Regions from separate parts of the Oryctolagus cuniculus genome. Here region 1 is linked to region 2. A link is a contact called in public Micro-C data. All regions are on one chromosome and are shown on one strand. The core of a region is the stretch at or near the end of the contact, and the rest is flanking DNA. Distances in the headings are between cores, read along the strand shown. Region 1 holds the start of CCNH (cyclin H). Region 2 holds the start of RASA1 (RAS p21 protein activator 1).

Evidence for each region. Hi-C and Micro-C count contacts between places; a contact is called where the count stands out from the background.
Region 1: a Micro-C map of ear pinna shows a contact between it and region 2, with 5 times the contacts expected there. The contact joins the promoter of CCNH here to the promoter of RASA1 in region 2. A contact is called at or near these places in 2 of 6 Hi-C or Micro-C datasets (ear pinna and an unstated tissue).

The regions. Positions count from the first base shown.
Region 1 is chr14:10,327,212-10,331,414 of mOryCun1.1, reverse strand. CCNH (cyclin H) reads left to right here and starts at 1,828. Exons shown (of 9, transcript XM_002713905.5): 1 at 1,828-2,035; 2 at 3,233-3,355. The coding sequence starts at 1,919.
Region 2 is chr14:10,198,604-10,202,684 of mOryCun1.1, reverse strand. RASA1 (RAS p21 protein activator 1) reads right to left here and starts at 2,635. Exons shown (of 25, transcript XM_070056402.1): 1 at 1,769-2,635. The coding sequence starts at 2,259.

The DNA of each region.
Region 1 (4,203 bases), core at 579-3,078, 130 kb before region 2:
GCTTCCCACCAGTGCATATCCTGGGAGGTAGTATGATGGCTCAAGTAATTGGATTGCAGCTACCGATGTGGGAGACCTGGATCGTATTTCAAGCTCCAGCCCTGCTGCAATAATTCAGAGTAATACTACTTTTTAGTTGGAACTCAGAATGCAAATAGGTAAAGGCACCAAGTTCTAAGTCCCCACTCTGCCTTCAATTAGAGAAGTAGAAAAGAAATAAACTGGTGCTCAATGGAGTGAATAGTAAAAAAATATCACTCAGGCTAAGTGACTAATGCCGCATCCAGCCTGCTCACTTTATTAAGAATTGTACACAAGCCTTAACATTAGCCTATCACCAACTTTATTCCACAGATGCTTGGATACAGCCCAATTCCTACTATACCTGAAAAAGACAGTTAATTTTCTTAGACTACGATTTGTTTAAGGTTTAAAAAATAGACCAGGAACACCAGGTTTTTCATATTTATCTTCCTAAATGAACCATGACACTCAACAATTTGACTTAGATCCCTGTGGAAATCATAGTCTGCCAACTCTGCCAAATGCCCGTTTGTAGCTGCTTCTATTTAAAACGAAGGAGTTGTCAAATAGCTCACAGAAGAACAAAAGCCACTGAAATGATGCACAGAACTGCCACAAACCCAAGATTGCACACACATACTCTACTTATCTGGATTACTTCTCTCCCTGCCTGCCTTTTGTACCTTTTTCTTTCTTCCTTGTAAGTTCTTCTTTCTCCATCTCCACCAGCTCTTAGTTGTCCATAGTGCATTGGACTCAGACCGCCATGTCCTCTTCAGCATCATCACGTCTTCTTCCCTCTTCCCTACTTTTTAGCAATGCACTGGTCTAGACTACGGACACATGTTCGATGGCACGGATCTCCAAAATGATCAACCACAAATGATAAAATTTAAGGAATTCTAAAACCGTAGCAAACCACAACTGCACCAAAAAGGGGGGGGGCTCCCCCTTTCTTAAATTTGTAAGACATTTTCATAGAAAGCAGAGTAAAGTCATCTTCCACCTGCTTTCACCCCTGTGGACGTTTCAAGACCTAAACTCCGTGTCTCGTCATCATCATCTGATTTTTGGATGAAATTTTCCTGGGGGCTTTGATACACAGAACTAGGTTTCCTTAAATGCGACAAACAGAACTGGCAAAGACTTAACTAATACGGATTTTGTACCTCAAGTGCAATTTTGGAAGCTGTAAACCTCTGTGACGGTAGTTATCGTTAAGACTCCCCAGAGTCCTTTACGAAGATGAGAATCTCAGGAGAACCCCGCAACCACCAGGACTCCCGGCTCCCGAGAGGAACTGGAAGCGGGCGCAAGCGTTACCCACAGGAAGGCAGGGGAGGCGGACAGACGAGGCCCCACTAGTGGCAAGACGGCAGCGTCCCACGTGCACTGCTCCGGTCGGCCAGCCCTGTTCTGCTCTCGGATGGTGACAGGGCTCCCAGGACACTGGTGTCCTCGGCTCTCCCGCCAAACACCCACGAACGCCTCCGCTGCAGGCCTCAAGGACGCAAGATGGCTGCCGACTTCGCGGCTCCCTCGGCGGTGCCCCGCCTCTCCTCAAACACCTTCCCCTTCAACACGGTCACCCTCCCTCGGGAATCTCCCTCAGCCTACTCCTCCCCTCACGCCTCGTCCCCTTCGGGTGCCCTCGGACCAGGCTTCCTTAAGCACCGGCTACAAGGGCCAACGCGCAGTCCCCAGCTCCCTGACCCGAGGGGGCGGGAAAGCCCGCGGCCCCGCCCACGTGCGTCGCAGGAGCCGCGCCGCATCCCGCCCTCCCAGGTTGCTCCGCGCAGGGCTCGGCACGTGATCGTGACGTCAGCGCGCGCGCCGCCGGCCTGGCGCACTCTCGGCTTCCGCGATCCCGCCGCGCTCGGGCTCGGACTTCGCCATGTACCACAACAGCAGCCAGAAAAGGCACTGGACTTTCGCCAGTGAGGAGCAGCTGGGCCGACTGCGGGCCGACGCCAACCGCAAATTCAAATGCAAAGCGGTGGCGAACGGGAAGGTGAGATTCCCCTCGAGGGGCGAGGGGCCGGTGCGGTGCGCGGCTCTCAGCCTGGTCGGCGGCGGGAGCTCCCCGGGCGCCCCCCGCGGCCTCTGCCTCGGCGGCGCGGGTGTGCGTGCGGGTGTTGGACAAGTGGGCGGGCGCCTTGCCGGGGTCCGAGTCGAGCCAGCGCAGTCCCCGCGTCGGGAGGCAGACGAGTAACTAGTGCTCGTAGCACGCTGAGAGCGCGCGGGCGGGCGCCTTCCACTCGCCCCGAGGGGATGGCGGGGAAGGCTTTTCCCCCGGGTGCAGGGTGCGGGAGATCGCGCGGGTGAAAAGTGGGCGGCGAGAAGTTGCCGGGCGGTGCGAGGTGTGTGGCTGCTGCTGCGGAGGGGGGGAGGGGTGGTCGCAGGGGCTGGGGAGGGCAGGCGAGGGACTTGGAATCTGTACTGAAAAGGCGGGAAACCTTGCAGAAATTCCAGCGGGAAATTAACTTTCTGGGATCTTGGTTCTGGAAGGCGATCTCAGGCAGCCTGGAGGGGAGCGCGTCAGGCGAGGCAGAGAGGAGACCCTGAGCCCAGCCAGTTGAAGACTGCCCACGGCCCCATAGCCACATCCCTTCCGTTAGGGGTCCCCGCCGGCTTTAATCCGTCAGCTCCACCCCTACCCCACCCCCCACCCACCCAGCACACGCCTCACTCCAGCAAGGGTCCCATGCGCCAGACCTGTTGGTACTGAGCTGCTCTAACTCACGTGTGTTTGCTATCACTGTGTTGCACCTGTGCTAACGATCGAGCGCTACTTTTAAAATAAAGTGCCCAGGACTGGGTAGCTTACAACAGCAGAAGTAGTGAAGGTGCTTACTGTTTCCTGTCGCAGCTGTGTGACATGATGGTTGACGGACAGAGAGATGCTGGAAGTTTGCCAACCACTGGAAGACCGTGTGCTTTTCGATTTATAATCGATGGCATCAGATCTGTTAGCATACGTATGCACGGACTTGGCTTCATGAAGTTCAGCTGACAGTCTGAGGCATTGAAATGACCACATACACTCTGACATGTTTTCCTGAAGCTGTTTTGTTTATGATGAGCGAGTCTAAAGAGAAAATGAGGCGTGGTGTATTTGTGTTTGTTCGAGAGGAAAGCTAAATGTAGTAAGAGAAGGCTTTGACGGTATTTAATTCACTGAACCTGTGCTCTGATTTTTGATCAAAAGGTTCTTCCAAATGATCCAGTGTTTCTTGAGCCTCACGAAGAAATGACACTCTGCAAATACTATGAGAAAAGATTACTGGAATTCTGTTCCGTGTTTAAGCCAACAATGCCAAGGTCTGTTGTGGTAAGTTATGGTGGCTTTGGAGTTTAATGTCCTTTTAGTGACTTATGAAATCTGACCTCTTTGAAATCTAATAAATTTTCTGTTGACTGCTCAAAAATTTACCTTGGTTTTAATTGTTCAGTTTTTGCTGTATATTTTTCAATAAAGGCCAAAAATTATGAATTACTGTATTGTGTCTTGCAAAGTATTTCTTAGTCACATTTCATAGTCAAAAGAGCCTAGAGGTCTAGTAGACAGGCAGTGACAGCTCATTCAATAGAAGAATAAAAAATCAAATTGCTTTCCAGTTGTTCACTAGTGAACAGTAGAACTGGAACCAGAACGCAGACCAGTGCTTTTTCAAAGGTACCTGTTTGAAATACTGTGTTCATTTATCAGTTGTAATCATATGCTGCAGCTGAAATTCATGCCACAGATTGGTTTTTAAGATTTATTTGTTGGAAAGGCAGACTTGGAGAGACAGGCAGAGATGTCCATCCGCTGCTTCACTCCCCAGATGGCCCCAGTGGCCTAGGTTGGACCAGGCCAAAGCCAGAAGCTTCATACAAGTCTTGCACATGGGTAATCGGGACCCACTTGGATCATCCTCCACTGCTTTTCGCAAGTCATCAGCCAGGAGCCGGGTCAGAATAAGATTCCAGCATTGCTGGTAGCAGCTTTTACCTGCTAAGCCACAACAACGGCCCTGACAAGATTTTTTTAAGATTTATTTATTTATTCAGAAGGCAGAAGATCTTCCATCCACTGGTTCACCCCACAAATACCCACAATAACCTGGGCTGGGGCAGGCTGAAGGCAGGAGCTAGAAACTCTGCCCAGGTCCCCCACATGGGTGGCAGGGTCCCAAA
Region 2 (4,081 bases), core at 1,386-3,885:
CCTAAATACAAAAAAATGATGAAAATCTCACTGAACAGACTTCTCACAAATCCATATTTTCCTAAGTACACACTCATCTTTATTATTAAAAATTTAACAAGAACACTCTGCTTTCCACTCAATTCTGCTGTAAGCTAAAATTGCTCTAGATAACAATCTATTAAAAAATTTTTTGAACTACAATATCCTAAATAGGCCTAAATCAATTCAGTTATGAACTGGTATAAGACTAGATTCTTTTAATATGAAAAATTACAGTTTATTAAAACCTTAGCAATAAGTACTTAATATTAAGTGTGCACATAATATTTACCTGTCATTTTTTCCAAAAAAGACTCGAAGGTGTGCAAGTAGCACTAAAAAACCAATTTTTAACATTCCCAAGAAATCTGCAAGACACACACATGAAATAACTTGGAATAAAATCAAACAAAAAAATTAATGTGTCAGTAATACAGCATCTTTTCCTAATTTTCCTAATTACTTTTTTCTTAAGATTCATTTTGAAAATCAGAATTGCGGGGGGGGGGGGGACACAGAGCTAGAGAATCTTCCATCCAATGGTTCACTCCCCATATCCCATATGGCCACAAGGGCCAGGCAGAAGCCAGGAGCCAAGAGCCTCCTCCAGGTCTCCGATGTAGGTGCAGGGACCCAAGGACTTGGGCCATTCTCCACTGCTTTCCCAGGTTATTAGCAGGGACCTGGATTGGAAGTGAAGCACCTGGGTTTCCAACCAGGCTCATGTGAAATGCTGTTGCTGCAGGTGGCAGCTTTACCTGTTACACCACAGCTGCAAGCCCTCCTCATCACTTTTTAAAGTCTTTCTAAATCCTCCAAAGTATTAAAAACAAAACAAAACAAAACAAAAAACACCTTTGGCTTGTCCAGAGTGACCATCCATCCACATACCAACCAAATGTTTTTTTCCTGATGCTCACCAAGGCTGCTGAAATCCTAAACATCATTTAAGACTGATGTGACAGATCACGTTTTGCCTACTAGTGTCCCTTCCTGTTCCAACATTTAAGTTATATTTAAAAAGTCATGCCCTGCATATTCTAAATGTCAAAATTAATTTCAAATAGAAGACCGTATTGGCCACCAACAAAAATTCTGAAGCGAAGCGCCGTTAAAATCTGTTTCGCATGAAGACTGTACTTCGAGCGTCTGAACTACAAAAGCATTACAGGTCCATCAACCAAGTCAGTCTACGAAACACGTTACCAGCTCAGAACCTGAGTCCTTCATCACACGCCTAACTCTCACAACTCTTCTTTCTCCCGGACCCACGTTCGCCTAAGGGATCAACACTTCGCTGCATCACTCTGCCTTCGTAGACAGAAGTTGGAGAAGTCGGTGCCACAAAAGCAAAGCATTCTGGTCAATGGATTGTTTTCTCTCCACGCTATCCCTACACACTAACTCATCAGGGCGCACACACACACAAGTCCATGTACACTGCGACTGCCTTGGCTCCGGGCAGGCTTGGCGAATCCTGGGGCACCCATTTGCAGGGCACACAACCATATCCGGTTCTCACTGGACACACACTTTTCCCATGCGTCCCATCTTAAAAACTACATCTTCCCAGAGGAGCCATGAACACACAAAGACGCCCCGGGAGCCCGCCTGTCGGGAAGAGGAGCGCTCCAGTTAAATCCCTACGCGCGACACCCGCAGCTCCACCAACTCTGCACAACAAATCACAGCCGCCAGAGAACAAGGTGCGTCTTCCCCCAAGCCCGCAACCGCACAGCCCACTTACTGGTTAGTCGGCGGCGCCGTCAGCGGGATGGCCACCTCTTCCTCCTCGTACTCTGGTCCATCCAGGGAGTCCCCTTCGTCCACCGTGCCCAGACCCGCACCCAGCGGGGGCAGCAGAGGCGGCGGCGGCGGCGGCAGAGGCGGGAAGCCGCCGCCCGGCCCGAGGGTCTCGGCCGGCAGCAAGGGGGTCCCCTTGGGGAGGGCCATGTCCCCACTAGGTCCAGCAGCGCCTCCCCCTGTCAGTCCCGCGCCCCCCAGGGCCCCCGCCACGGACCCGGCCCCCAGGAACCCCGACCCCACAGCGGCCCCGCCACCCAGCGCCCCGGCCTCCACCAGCCCGGGGCAGGGGGCGGCGGCCGCGGGGAGCTTCACGCGACACACCACCGGGTAGGCGGCACCGGAGCCCGCGGCCGCGCCGCCGCCGCCGCCGCCGCCTCCGGCTCCGGCAGCCACCGGGCCGCCCTCCTCACTGCCGGCCTCGGCGGCCATCATGTTGAAGCCCGCTGCGCTCAGCCTGCGCGGCCCGCCCGGGAGCCCCGGGGGCCAGCAGGCCCGGGCTCCGAGCCGCCCCACCCAGGCGCGTCCCCCCTTCAGCTCCCCAGGCGGAGGAAACAACAACAAAAGGAGAGAGCCCGCCGCCGCCGCCGCCGCCGCCGCCGCCGCGCCCCCTCCCCGGGCCACAGCCCAGACTCGCGGAGCCGCCTGCGTTACGGAGCGCCAAGTGGGCAAAAAAAGCCCAGCGCCGGCACAAACGCCGCCCCGGGCTCGCCTCGCACACCCACACTCACGCGCACACACATGCACGGACGCGGAAAACTTCCTGCGCTCGGGAGGAAGGGAAGCCCGGGGGAAGCGGCCGAGGCGGCCGCCGCTCCCTCAGCCGCCGCCGCTCGCTCACCACCCGAGTTCCGGCCACCCCCACCGCAGCCGCCGCCGCCGGGGCCGCTGCCTGGGACGCAGCCCCGGCAGCCGCTGCATCCTCCACCAGCCCGGCGCGGGGAGGGGTGGGCAGGGGAGGCGGGAGGGGCGGGGTGGCGAGGAAACCGCGGCGCTGCTCGCTACCTGCAGCGCTCGGGTAGTGAAACCCGAGACAGACCGGGAGGGAGAGAGAGAGAGAGAGAGAAAGGAGGGCGGGGCCGGGGAGGAGCGGCGGGGAGAGGAAGGGCGGCGGAGGCGGAGGGCGGCTTCTGCGCAGGCGCGGCCGCGCGGGGCGGGCGGGGCGGGAAGCGGCCCGCGAGGGGCGGAGGCGGCGCGGCGGCCTGGCCCGGCCGCGCGCGCGCGCGCGTGTGTGTGCGTGTGTGTGTGTCTGTGTGTGTGTGTGGCAGGCTGACATGAAACCCCGGGAGGCGAGAGGAGCTGGAAGAGCATGGAGCGGAAGGAAGAGCCCACCGGAGCCACTGCCGCGCTCGCTGACGGTGACGAAAAGCGGCGGCGCGGAGGCCCGACGGGGCGGGCGGGCGCGCGGCGAAGGTCAGCGCAGCGCGGGTGTGGGGCGCAGTGACCGCACGGCGACTGCCGCACTGGCAGGTCAGCTCCAAGGCGGCAGTCCCGGAACTCGGGAAAGCGCCGCGGGTGCCGGGAGCCGTGCGGGCAGGCGGTCGTGGTGTGGAGCGCGGTGTCCGCCGCCCCGTGCCGGCGCCCGTCCAGGTGGACGGTGAGGAGGTGTGAGAAGTGCCGGAGCCCGGGGCGGAGCGCCTGCACAAGCCCCTTGTCCAGGGTGTTCAACAGTAATAGCCTGGACCTCACCCTTAAAGCGCACAAGGAGGGGTTTTGTGTTCTCTTTAAAAGTATCCCTGGGGAACTGGTCCCAGGGCCTCCACCACGGGATACCAGGCTCTCAGGATGCTCGAATCCCTTTTTTTTTTTTTTTTTTTTTTTAATAAAGTGGTGTAGCGTTTGCACATAAGCACACCCTCCATGTACACCAACTCCTCTCTGGATTCCTTGCAATAACTAACACAGTGTAAATGCATGTAAATAGCCGTTATACTGTATTGTTTTGGAAATAACAAGAATCAAAATGACATTTTTGGTACAGATGCATGCTTGTAAAATGTTTCCCAGAGTTAGTTAATTCCTCAGATGTGAAGGGCCGACTAGATGCATTCACAGACACGCAGGAATTATTCCCATTGTTTGAAACCAATGGGTTGGCAGCTTGCCTTTTTCGATTCAAAAATTGTTCTGAGTTGGGGTGGATCTCAACACTGAATATCGTTGGATATTGTTCTTTCAGGTCACTATTTTCTCGGCTAAGGATGATCTAACTGACAAAGCAGCATACTGGGGAAGGCAAGGAGCTGTAATAGAAATC